2 separate regions of the Zea mays genome follow, and region 2 is linked to region 1. The links are chromatin contacts, called in public Hi-C maps. All regions are on one chromosome and are shown on one strand. Each heading gives the region's core, a stretch centred on a gene start, on an enhancer-like site or on the middle of the called end of the contact. The rest is flanking DNA. Distances are from core to core; before and after follow the strand shown. Region 1 holds the start of LOC100382126. Region 2 holds the start of LOC103629823 (ABC transporter G family member 42).

Region 1 (5,463 bases), core at 1,657-4,156:
AAGACTGATTTGATATGGCAAGCACAGGCCTGTACGATGGAACCTCTGACATTCTACCCATGCTATAAACACAACCAACACACCTAGTGAGTCATAGGAATTCCTCACCAAATGCATTGTTCTAAAGTAGGAACGACGCCTGTAGACATAACAAAACACTGCCATGTACCATGTTTTATACAAAGGGATGTATTCTGTGTCACACTAAAAGAACAGCTGAAAATAAAAATCTTTATGATACTACAAGTTCAAACACCTCATGAAATAAGCTGTCGAAGTTGAACAGTTAAACAATTGATTAAATGGGCAAAACATCTAGTAAGAAACTTACAGCTGGTACTACTAAGAGGGAGACACTGGCATAAAGAAGGTCAATAGATATTCCATGGAACTTGAATTTCATAACAGGGACATGTGCATCAGGTACAGGCTGCAGCTCGGTCACATCCTCTGTTTGTGCTAATATCCCATGCAGTACAATAAAAAAATCTTCCTGCCAACAAATCATATGTTAGTAAAGTCCTGTCTCTAATACATAAACCACCACACCGATTGTGTAACATAACAGAACAAAAAAATCACCTCACGGTTCACATATGAAGGTCCAACACAGAGGGTATCAATATCAGCTCCAGGTCCATGAACCTACAAAGGTGAAATACAAATAAAAAACAAATTATTATGTGAAATAAGTACTAAGAATTTTTTTCACAAAGCAGGATTACAGAAAAAAATGTTCAGGCCCACGTAATTTATATATTTTCTACAGACAAAGCCTTGTAATCAGAAAAAAGGGCAGACCCAATGCCAGAGGAAGGGATAAACCGACGTTGCAAATACAGAAAGGCTGCTTCAAATCCGTAACCTGGTGACACAGTGGGACAGCTCTCACCACTACACCAAGCCTGCCCTTCTAGCCTTGTGATGAGAAGCATCATGAAAATCCAAATATCAAATTACAATACAATCCTGATTTTATACAGAGCTAGTCCGATGACCTAATCCTGTTTCTACACACCTATAAAATCCCAAAAGATGTGTTTGTGTGGCCTAATACTTGTTAGAATCACAAGGTCACACCAGAACTTTAAATCACCTATTACTGGCTATAGAAGCTGTTACCAGCAATTAATGGTTTGTTACCACTTGTCACTATGTATCTGACAGCAGCATGACTACGTCCAAAAGATTCAGCTTGGATCCAGTTTCTAATTGACAGCAATGTGACACAACAGAGTGATATGAAATATGGTCATCAAGGTATCTATACAAACCAGGCTAGCGGCCACCAGATATGAGCATGACCATTAAACTCGAACTATGGCCAATGATGAATGAGGAACATTGTTGTGCAAGAACCGAACATGCCTCATCTCAACCACATTTCCCTATGGAATGCATATTCTGAATTTATACGTTGGCTTAACAAGGACAATGTTTAGGTCTTCAGAAACTCAAATTTATTCTCAACCAGCACATGCTTCATATCACAAGGTAGCATGACAAGTTGCAGAACTTCATGTTAAGTTGGATACTTGTCGGCAAATTTACTTTTTTAAAAATGTGACTCTTATCTCATTAAATTGCGTTCTCAAAAGAGCAGGTTTGGATAAATGCCATCACTCCTACACCACATAAATCCCACTTCCCAACATTTAGACTGTTTCCATATCAGTTGTAACTTGCAACTAGTCCTCAAGTACAAGAAATTCCATTGTTGTGTTTTAATAGGGCACGGACACTGTTAAAGGAGCATCAAATCAAAACTATATAGAAACACAATTCAAAAGTACAAAGACTATATAAAGTGTACACATCAGTCCATCACGATTCCACTAATGGATGAACAAAAGATGGGTGACAGAGCAAAAGAGGTGCAGCCAGTAAGAGGGAAGTGGTAAAAATTACCCCAAGACGGTATGAGCCAAAGGTGAAGAGTACAGCATTTGCCTCTTCAACCATTTGATCAGTGTATCCTCTCTGACTAGTCAATTGTTTTACCCAGTCTTTTACAATCTGCAAATGCCCAAAGAACATGCTTAGGGAAGGATAGTGATGTGTTGAGCAAAGTGACAACCATGGGCATGTTGTGCATTAAGAACACGTGTGGCAACAAGGAAAGCTACCTGGTCAAGCTTCCCCAGCACCTCCTCCCGCCTAGCAGATTCGTCAGGGCTCTCATAGAGACCCGACTCGAGCAAGAACTGCGAATCAACAACATAAAAACTGTAGCTGTAACAGATACTACAATATCAATCTGAGACAGAATGTGAAATCGTCAGGCGCAGAATTGAGACAATACTTGTGGGCATGAAACTGAATCAATTACAAACCTTCTCTAGCTCCTCCGTCCTCTGGAGGTCGGCCTCCACCGGTCCGAGCAACGACAACGGCTTGGTTATTCCATACTGCTTCGGGGCATCAGAGCCGCTGGCCATGGAGCCAACGACAGAAGAACACAAAACCCTCCTCCGGGACGCGGCAAATAAACGAGCCCCCAACACGAGGCCGCCCTGACGGAACAGAATAGCGTAACTAGCGCGGATCGGCCGCCGGAAACCCTGGGAAAATCCCGGTAACTCGCAGCCGCGCCGCCACAAAATCACAGCTTTTATGCGGAGATCGAGCGAGGCACGACCTCTCCCCGGGATCAACACCGCCCGAGTCCGAAATTTCCCAGACAACCTGCCCGGACTGCGCCGCCGGGACGGGTCGGATCAGATCAGGCCGGACTAGCCGCGGCCGGAGAGGACCATCCAATCCAGATCTCCCTCCCCCGCGCGGATCCGGAGATCCGCCGCCCGCGTAGGCGGGGAAGAGAGATACGGAGGTGGCGCGTCGGCGGGGTGGGCCGTAGGGCGGCGGCGGGGGGAGGGCAGCAGGAGAGAGGGACGGCGAATAGGTAAGGGGAAGGTCGTAGAGAGAGAAAAGGTAGCGCGTGCGTTCTGTGGGCTATCCGTCCGTCTATTTCTTCCCAGGAGGACAGTGAAGGTAGGGAAAATATGAGAGGGGTTAATCGGATATTTGGTCGTAGAGAGAGAAACGGAGTGTTCGTTGTGTATATGATCATTTTCCTTGAGATGTGATATAATAATATCTTTTTTTCGGTTAACGCGGAGTCGCACAGAAGGGGCCGGCCCGTGTTATCCGTTGGCGCCGCGGCATGGGCGACGCGGAGGAGCAGAGAAACGCGCCGGAATTGGCGCGGATGGCGAGGCTGTGTGGAAGTAGGGATGGCAGTTAGACCGTGGGTACGAATACCCGATCAATATGGATATCAGTAAAAAAAATATCCACGCGTCCTTTCGGATCGGATATCGAAATACATTGGATAGTGTACGAGTATAATATTTTACCCGTAGTATCCAGTGGATACTCGAGATATCAATTCTTAAATGGGCTATATTTACTAAAATTTAAAGCCCATGAAAAGATGGAGCCAAAAAACCATAACTCTCACCCGACCACACTATCTCTAATTCCATTCATCTCCTGTCCTCTCGAGTACCAGCTCTATATTTGAGCAACCTCACCGTACCACCGCACCCTGCCCCGCCCATGATTCGACATTGTGCGAGTGTGCAACCACGTCGTCCAGCCCCGCCGAGGATCTACATGCGTCACCCTGCGCCCCAGCCCGCCCAAGCTTCCTCCGACTCCGGCGTCTCGATCGATCTCCAGCGTCTCGCGCTCGATCTTCGGCTACCCGTGACCCTGACTGCGCCCTCCGATGATCCTTCCAACTTCCCTCAGTGTCCCTTTTTCTTCAAGTTTCCTCCGATTAGTCAAATATTGTCTTTCTCAGTGTTGCATAGTTGATTAGATGAAAACTTAATTATTTTAACATTTATTATAACAATAATTAAATGTTATGTAGTCTAAAAAACATATCCACCGGATATCCGATACCCGACGGTACCCGGTGGGTACGGATACAGGTACAGTTTCTCGTCCGATTGGCTTGGTGGATATGGATATTTGTAGAAGACTCGGGGGACAACATCGGGTCAGGTATTACTATACCCAAACATAATCCGACCTGCTGCCATCCCTAGGTGGAAGGGTAGGTAAAGTCCGGGCATGAGTAGTGGGCGTTCAACTTTGGTCGATATGGTCATATGGACTATCCTGGCGCCAGTGTACCAGAACGAAGTCGTACGGTAAGAGATCATCAAGTGACTCTCCATTTTTTACTCTTTATTTCACTCTTTATTTATCTCTCCATAAAAATTACATTTTAAATAGCATCTAATCCCAACATATCCTCTATTTCTCATTCTCTAACTACATTCTCCACACAACGACATGTGGGGTACACATCATCCCACACTTGGCAAGTCAGCTAGCCAAATTTGACTAAAGAGGGATCCAATTCTCATTCTCTAACTACATTCTCCACACACCGACATGTGGGGTACACATCATCCCACACTTGGCAAGTCAGCTAGCCAAATTTGACTAAAGAGGGATCCAATTTAGAGAGTCGGATGGTTAGTATGTTATTAGAAAGTTATTTTGGTGTTAAGTAGCCAAAATTTAACTTGACGAGCTATTTAACTAGTCTCTTGGAAATGCTCTAATGGGTGTTCTGTTTTTGTAGTTTTTTTTACCGGGAACAGATCGAGTTCATAATAGTCGGAAATGAAAACGGGGCAAAATGAACAAGTATACAAAAACAAAGGGAATATTAAGTGAAAAAACATATTTTAATATATATACCTCTTTTACTATATAATATCACCACCGTCATCAACTCTTGCAAAAAAACTTATATTTCTTCGTAATCAACCATGGTCCAAGACCTTGTGAGCCTAGGCCCGGCCAACCAACAACCCAGTCGGGAAACCCTAGCCATGCTCCCCATCTCCATAAGTCCCCCCCACGCTTCCTCTTGGTCCCAACTCCCCACTCCAGCTTCTGGTGCTCCCAGCCTTGGGCCTCTCCGCCGCATCCGCCGATACACTATGACACTCACGTCCTCGGGCCTTTTGTATCGCGTCTCAGTTGTCGTCCGAAACTGAGAGCACCTAGAGGGGGGTGAATAAGTGATCCTGTAAAAACTTGAAACTTAAAGCCACAAAGTTGATTAAGTGTTAGTACAATGAAATCAAGTGGCTAAAGAGAGCTCTTGTGAACCACAATTGACACAGTGAGAACAAGCACAAGAGACACAAGGATTTATCCCGTGGTTCGGCCAAGTACAATACTTGCCTAGTCCACGTTGTGGCGTCCCAATGGATGAGAGTTGCACTCAACTCCTTTCAAGTAATCCAATGATCAACTTGAATACCACGATGTTCTTCTTTCTTTACTCTTTCCCGTATGCGAGGAATCTCCACAACTTGGAGCCTCTCGCCCTTACAATGAGATGATCACAAAGAAGCACAAATGTAAGAATGGGAAGAGCAACACACACAAGCCTCAAAGCACGAACACAAACACGCACACAAGTCACAGCTTGAG
Region 2 (5,463 bases), core at 1,188-3,687, 250 kb after region 1:
TCTTCTTCCCATTCTCCTCTTTTATGTCATCATTATATTTTGCATATGGACAATTAGCAATAAACTAGTTGGTCTTACCACATTCGAAGCAAGCCCTCTTACCACAGGGCTTGTAGCCCTTGCTATTTCGGTTCCTTAGGATTTACTGGAAGCTCTTGATAATGAGGGCCATATCCTCATCGTCAAGCCCCAAAACATCAATGGTTTCCTTCTACTTGGGCCCTCCTCGTTTGTTGGCTTCAAGGAAACAATTTGTGGCTCAATGGAGGTGATGTTTCCTTGCGCCAAGTCGTCGATGAGCTTGGAGTCCTTAACCATCATCGCGTGGATTAGGAACTTCCCAAGCACATCTTCGAGCGACATCTTCTTGTACCTAGAATTCTCACAAAATAAGGTTACAAGAGTAGCATTACGAAACGTAAAGGACCTTAGCATGAGCTTGATGACTTCATGACCCGTCCACTTATTGCTTCCGAGGTTGCGCACTTGGTTCACCAAGTTCTTGAGCCGGTTGTAGATCTCTTGTAGCCCTTCTCTCTTGATCATGGCGAACTGACCGAGCTCCCCTTCTAGGAACTCCATCTTGGTGACCTTGGTGATCTTATCACCTTCATGCGCCGTATTGTGTGGGTATCCCATATTTTCTTGGCGCTCTCCAACCCGTCCATCTTGTTGTACTGCTTACACAAAGAAGCAAGAAGTACTACGATGGTTTACGAGTTACGATGGACAATTTGTTCCACCTCCACTGGGTTGTACCCCTTGTCGTCGTCATCGGGTATCTACATTCCTAATTCAACAACATCCCAAAAAATTGGTAGGTTTTAGAACTCCACCAACAATAATCTGCACCATCATAGTGTGGTGTTTTTTTCCAAGTGGAACAGAAAGTAAAGGGATAGTTGTATTGCGAGGAATGCGAGAGCAATTGAAAGACATCTAAAGCTTTATTCTTCCCTATATCATGGAGCACCTTTAGAGCATCTCCAACAAATACCTTAAATCAGTACTCTACCTTGAAATGTAGGGTCGAACCCATAAAAACGGCACAAACTGTGCTGCATTTTACAAACTTTTATCAAAAAAGATACATGACACACTATGAAGTGACCCAAATAATATACTACTCCATAGTACAGTCCAATCCCTTTATTCTATATCATTCTCAATATTTTCTTTCATAATAAATAATTTACATCCTATAATATATGATTTTGGGTTTAACGTTAGAATTCGATTAGGGATTTTATAATATTTTAAATGATGCAATATTTTAAATTACAGGACACTTTTTTGAGGTATTTTGTTGGAGATGCTCACCGTACACACCATTGGCCGACCAGTTATCCGAAAAGGAAGAAAAGCTAGAAAACACTCTTGGATGGACGGTATCGTGATTCCCTTTGTCTCCGCATACAGAACGTAACGCGACGGTCGTGCTAACTGACACTATATATCGAGTAGCTAGCGAGGTCGATGTGCCTGGCAGTCGTGTGCACCTACAGAACCTGGCACGTACGTAATCACTGAACTGCTCGGAAGTCGGAATGCAGGCGAAGCGACTAGGACTAGCTAGCGAGGGCGCTGGCACGTACGGTGACGGTACGGTAGCAGCGGCTGCTAGTCATCGGCCGGCCACCTGCGCTCCTGAAACGGCGGCACAACCGGCCACCTGATTCTGATCTGCCGAGCCACGTCCACCGCACGACGAATCCGCCGCCCGCCCCGCCCTCACCGTCACGGGCCGGCTGTGCCCACCTACCGACGCTCGCGGTTCGTCCGACGCCCTCAGCAACCCGCACTGGTCGGTTGGTTTCCCTGGGGACGATGTCCACCCACCGCGGTCCCCTCGGGTCAACCGCGCGCGCAGAGCGCTGCTATTCCCTGCCCGGCGCGGCGGCGCCCCCATTTCCCCGCGCGCCAGCTAGCTCAAGAGTAGGGCTGAAAAAAAAGCTCGAGCCTTGCGAGCTGGCTCGGGCTCGATCAGGCTCGGCTCGGTGAGGCTCGTGAGCCTAAATGAGCCCGAGCCGAGCCTAATTCCATGGCTCGCTACACTAACGAGCCGAGCCGAGCCGGCTCGAGGCTCGGTCCAAACTACTTCTTACTTGTATCTCCGTTGACCAATGTGTAAGTGTGCTGTTTTAGTCACAACTCACAAGGAACTAGAGTGCAGGGACATAAATTTTTATTATATGGAACATATTATGCTTTAAATTTGAGTTAATTACTATATTTACTGTTGTTGAGTACTTGAGTGTACAGGCTCGCGAGCCTATATCGAGCCGAGCCGAGCCTCGTTACCGAGCTCGCTAAGTGATCGAACCGAGCCTGGCTCTGCTCGCTATTCCACCGAGCCTCACCGAACCAAGCCTGGCTCGGCTCGTTTCCAGCCCTACCCAAGAGCGCAGCAGCGCGTATAAATAAACGGCGCGCTCCTAGTCCTCCACCTCCCGCTCACTCCGAGTCTCACTCTCACTCCGTCCTCCCTCTTCCTTACAGAAACACAACTCATGCAGCTCGTACGGCACCACCACCACCACCACCAACTGCCGCACTGACACATGCATGCGCAGAAAGCAGCTAGCTAGCGGCCGGTGGCCTTGAGAGCCGCTCGCTAGCTTTTAAAATTAGCCACCAATTCAATCTCTAGCTAGCTTGGGGGAGCTCCGTTCCTAGCTACACGTACGGGCGGCGCGGCAACCACCAGCCGTGTAGCCGACCTAGTACGTTGGAGCGAAGCATATATCGGCGGCCGCATCACATGGAGAGCGCGATGGAGAAGGTGTGGGAGTCGGGGCGGCGGATGAGCCGGAGCATCGGGCGGGGCATGGGCATGGAGGCGTGGGGCGTCGACGACGCCTTCGTGCCGCAGCACGGCTCCCGGTCCCGGGGCGGCGGCGGCGGCGGCGGCGACGACGACGAGGAGGCGCTGCGCTGGGCGGCCATCGAGCGCCTGCCCACCTACAGCCGCGTGCGCACCGCCATCCTGTCCACCGAGAACGCCGCCGTGGTTGACGACGACGACGACAAGACGCGGCGGCCGCCGCCGCCGCAGCAGCAGCACTTCAAGGAGGTGGACGTGAGGAAGCTCGGCGTCGGCGAGCGCCAGGAGTTCATCGAGCGCGTCTTCCGCGTCGCCGAGGAGGACAACCAGCGGTTCCTCCAGAAGCTCCGCAACCGCATCGACAGGTGCGTACGTACGGACGCACCCATATGCAACCACCCTCGACCTCGACGTCGTCTATCTATCTAGACATATTTGCCGTGCCGTGCTTTCGTTTCCTGTTGCCTAGCTACTACTCCACCATGTGGACACCACGCATGCATCCACAGTAGAGTTGGCACGTACTTTTCGTAATCACTCCGACGTACTAGTACGAGATACATGGGGCTACTTCATATTAAAGCCGTCTACTTACACTTGCTGTAATTCTAATTAAAAAAAAACATTATACAAATAGTAGAAGCCCATACATATTAAAACTAAACGAACATGCTATCGACGTGCACAGCAGGCCGCTGCATATAGCTGGCTTGTTTGCTGCGCCCAGGGTTCTTTGGCTTTGGCTGGCTAGATTGTGGTTTCTCCTTCCCTATCATATGGAGTAATACAAGCTTCTAGAACATGAACATCATTACAGAGTACCCACCATGATTTGATCGATCGATTGATGGGACCGGTGTCACCATTAGGGCAGATATACGTCCCTTGCTCGGTCGGGAAGCAAATGGCTCGTGCCGTCAGCCCGTCATGCGTCAACAAGACCTGTGAGCCATGGTACCGAGAAAACCATCTGTGGTGGCGGGTCCTGGTTAATTAATGAGGTCATCCCACGTCTACATGACGCGAGAGGTCTTTCAGCGCAACATATATATAGCTGTCATAGTACTCCTACTGCCGATTCCATTTTGTTTGCAGTCTCGCATGTACTTAGTATCCTCCTCCTCTATTAAAAAGTACTAATAAAGCCCGCGTTTTTTTTTGTATGTGATTCCAAAACAGAAGAGGTCCCTAGGATCAGTTTAAAGTTAGACATCCAAATCACCACAGTACAAAAAAAATTATATACTACTAACCTATAATCCGTACTAAAGATACAATTGTAGAGAGAGGAAATGGGTCGACGGCTGCTGTGATCCGAGTGAAAGAGAATGATGTACGAATTCAAATATCATTGTTTATTTAAGTGTAAGTGATATGTGGTTATCTAACTATTTAAATAATTTGTTTAAATAATTTGTTTGGTGGATTTAGTGTAAATTAAGTCTAGGTGTAATGTAATAATTTGAAAAAGGGGAAAAAGAACCAACACCAACACCGCTAATGCAGGGTGGGCATCGAGCTGCCGACGGTGGAGGTGCGGTTCGAGCGGCTGACGGTGGAGGCCAGGTGCCACGTGGGCAGCCGCGCGCTGCCGACGCTGCTGAACACGGCGCGCAACGTCGCGGAGGCGGCGCTGGGCCTGTGCGGCGTGCGGCTGGGGGGCCGGCAGGCCAGGCTGACCATCCTCAGGGACGTGTCCGGCGCCGTCCGCCCGTCCAGGATGACGCTGCTGCTTGGCCCGCCGTCGTCCGGGAAGACCACGCTGCTGCTGGCCCTCGCGGGCAAGCTGGACCCGGCGCTGGTCGTCGCCGGCGGCGGCGAGGTCTCCTACAACGGGTTCCGCCTCGGCGAGTTCGTGCCGCAGAAGACGGCGGCGTACATCAGCCAGACGGACGTGCACGTCGGCGAGATGACGGTCAAGGAGACGCTCGACTTCTCCGCCCGGTGCCAGGGCGTCGGCACCAAATACGGTACGCCGGCGGCCTTATTGTGTTTTCGATTTGACGTACGGACGACGGCACGATGCACGGTGCCAGGGCGTTTTTTGACGATGGATGCGTGCCGTGTCGACCATCAGATCTTATGACGGAGCTGGCCAGGAGGGAGAAGGGGGCCGGCATCCGGCCGGAGCCTGAAGTCGACCTCTTCATGAAGGTAGAGTAGAGAAAGAAAGCTAGCATCCACCACATGAATAAAAAAGTACTAGCACTCTAGTTGCTGCATTTAGTCTGACGATCAAAGTGCACCACGCGTGATAGTGCCATGTCCTTCGAATTCGAAGTCTACATACGTACGCACATGCATGTATGCACTCATTAGTACTAATTATCATAGAATATACCCATCATTAGTAATTTTTTTTTACTGTTGCCAGGCGACTTCAATGGAAGGAGTGGAGAACAGCCTCCAGACGGATTACACTCTCAGGGTATAACAGTCCTACGGCTTTACAACTTATATCTCGCGTCGCTTTGCTTTTTTCTTTAGCTTCCATTTTGACGATTTGGCGTTGCCGCGGGCGCGGGTGGATTGAGCGCTTTTGCTTCAGACTAGAGTACTCACACAAGAACAAGACTCTCAGGTGGTTTGAAATATGACAGGAGAGATGCTCCGTCACCAAGTCCACTGCTTTGACACAC

What was found. A called contact is a pair of places that touch in the nucleus more often than the background predicts.
Region 2: a Hi-C map of bundle sheath shows a contact between it and region 1, with 2.3 times the contacts expected there. The contact joins the promoter of LOC103629823 here to the promoter of LOC100382126 in region 1. A contact is called at or near these places in 2 of 25 Hi-C or Micro-C datasets (bundle sheath and tassel).

What each region holds. Positions count from the first base shown.
Region 1 is chr6:115,044,670-115,050,132 of Zm-B73-REFERENCE-NAM-5.0, forward strand. LOC100382126 reads right to left here and starts at 2,907. Exons shown (of 12, transcript NM_001174887.1): 1 at 2,334-2,907; 2 at 2,127-2,204; 3 at 1,909-2,016; 4 at 583-645; 5 at 332-493. The coding sequence starts at 2,438.
Region 2 is chr6:115,296,425-115,301,887 of Zm-B73-REFERENCE-NAM-5.0, forward strand. LOC103629823 (ABC transporter G family member 42) reads left to right here and starts at 2,438. Exons shown (of 21, transcript XM_008650927.3): 1 at 2,438-3,189; 2 at 4,331-4,794; 3 at 4,902-4,978; 4 at 5,199-5,252. The coding sequence starts at 2,762.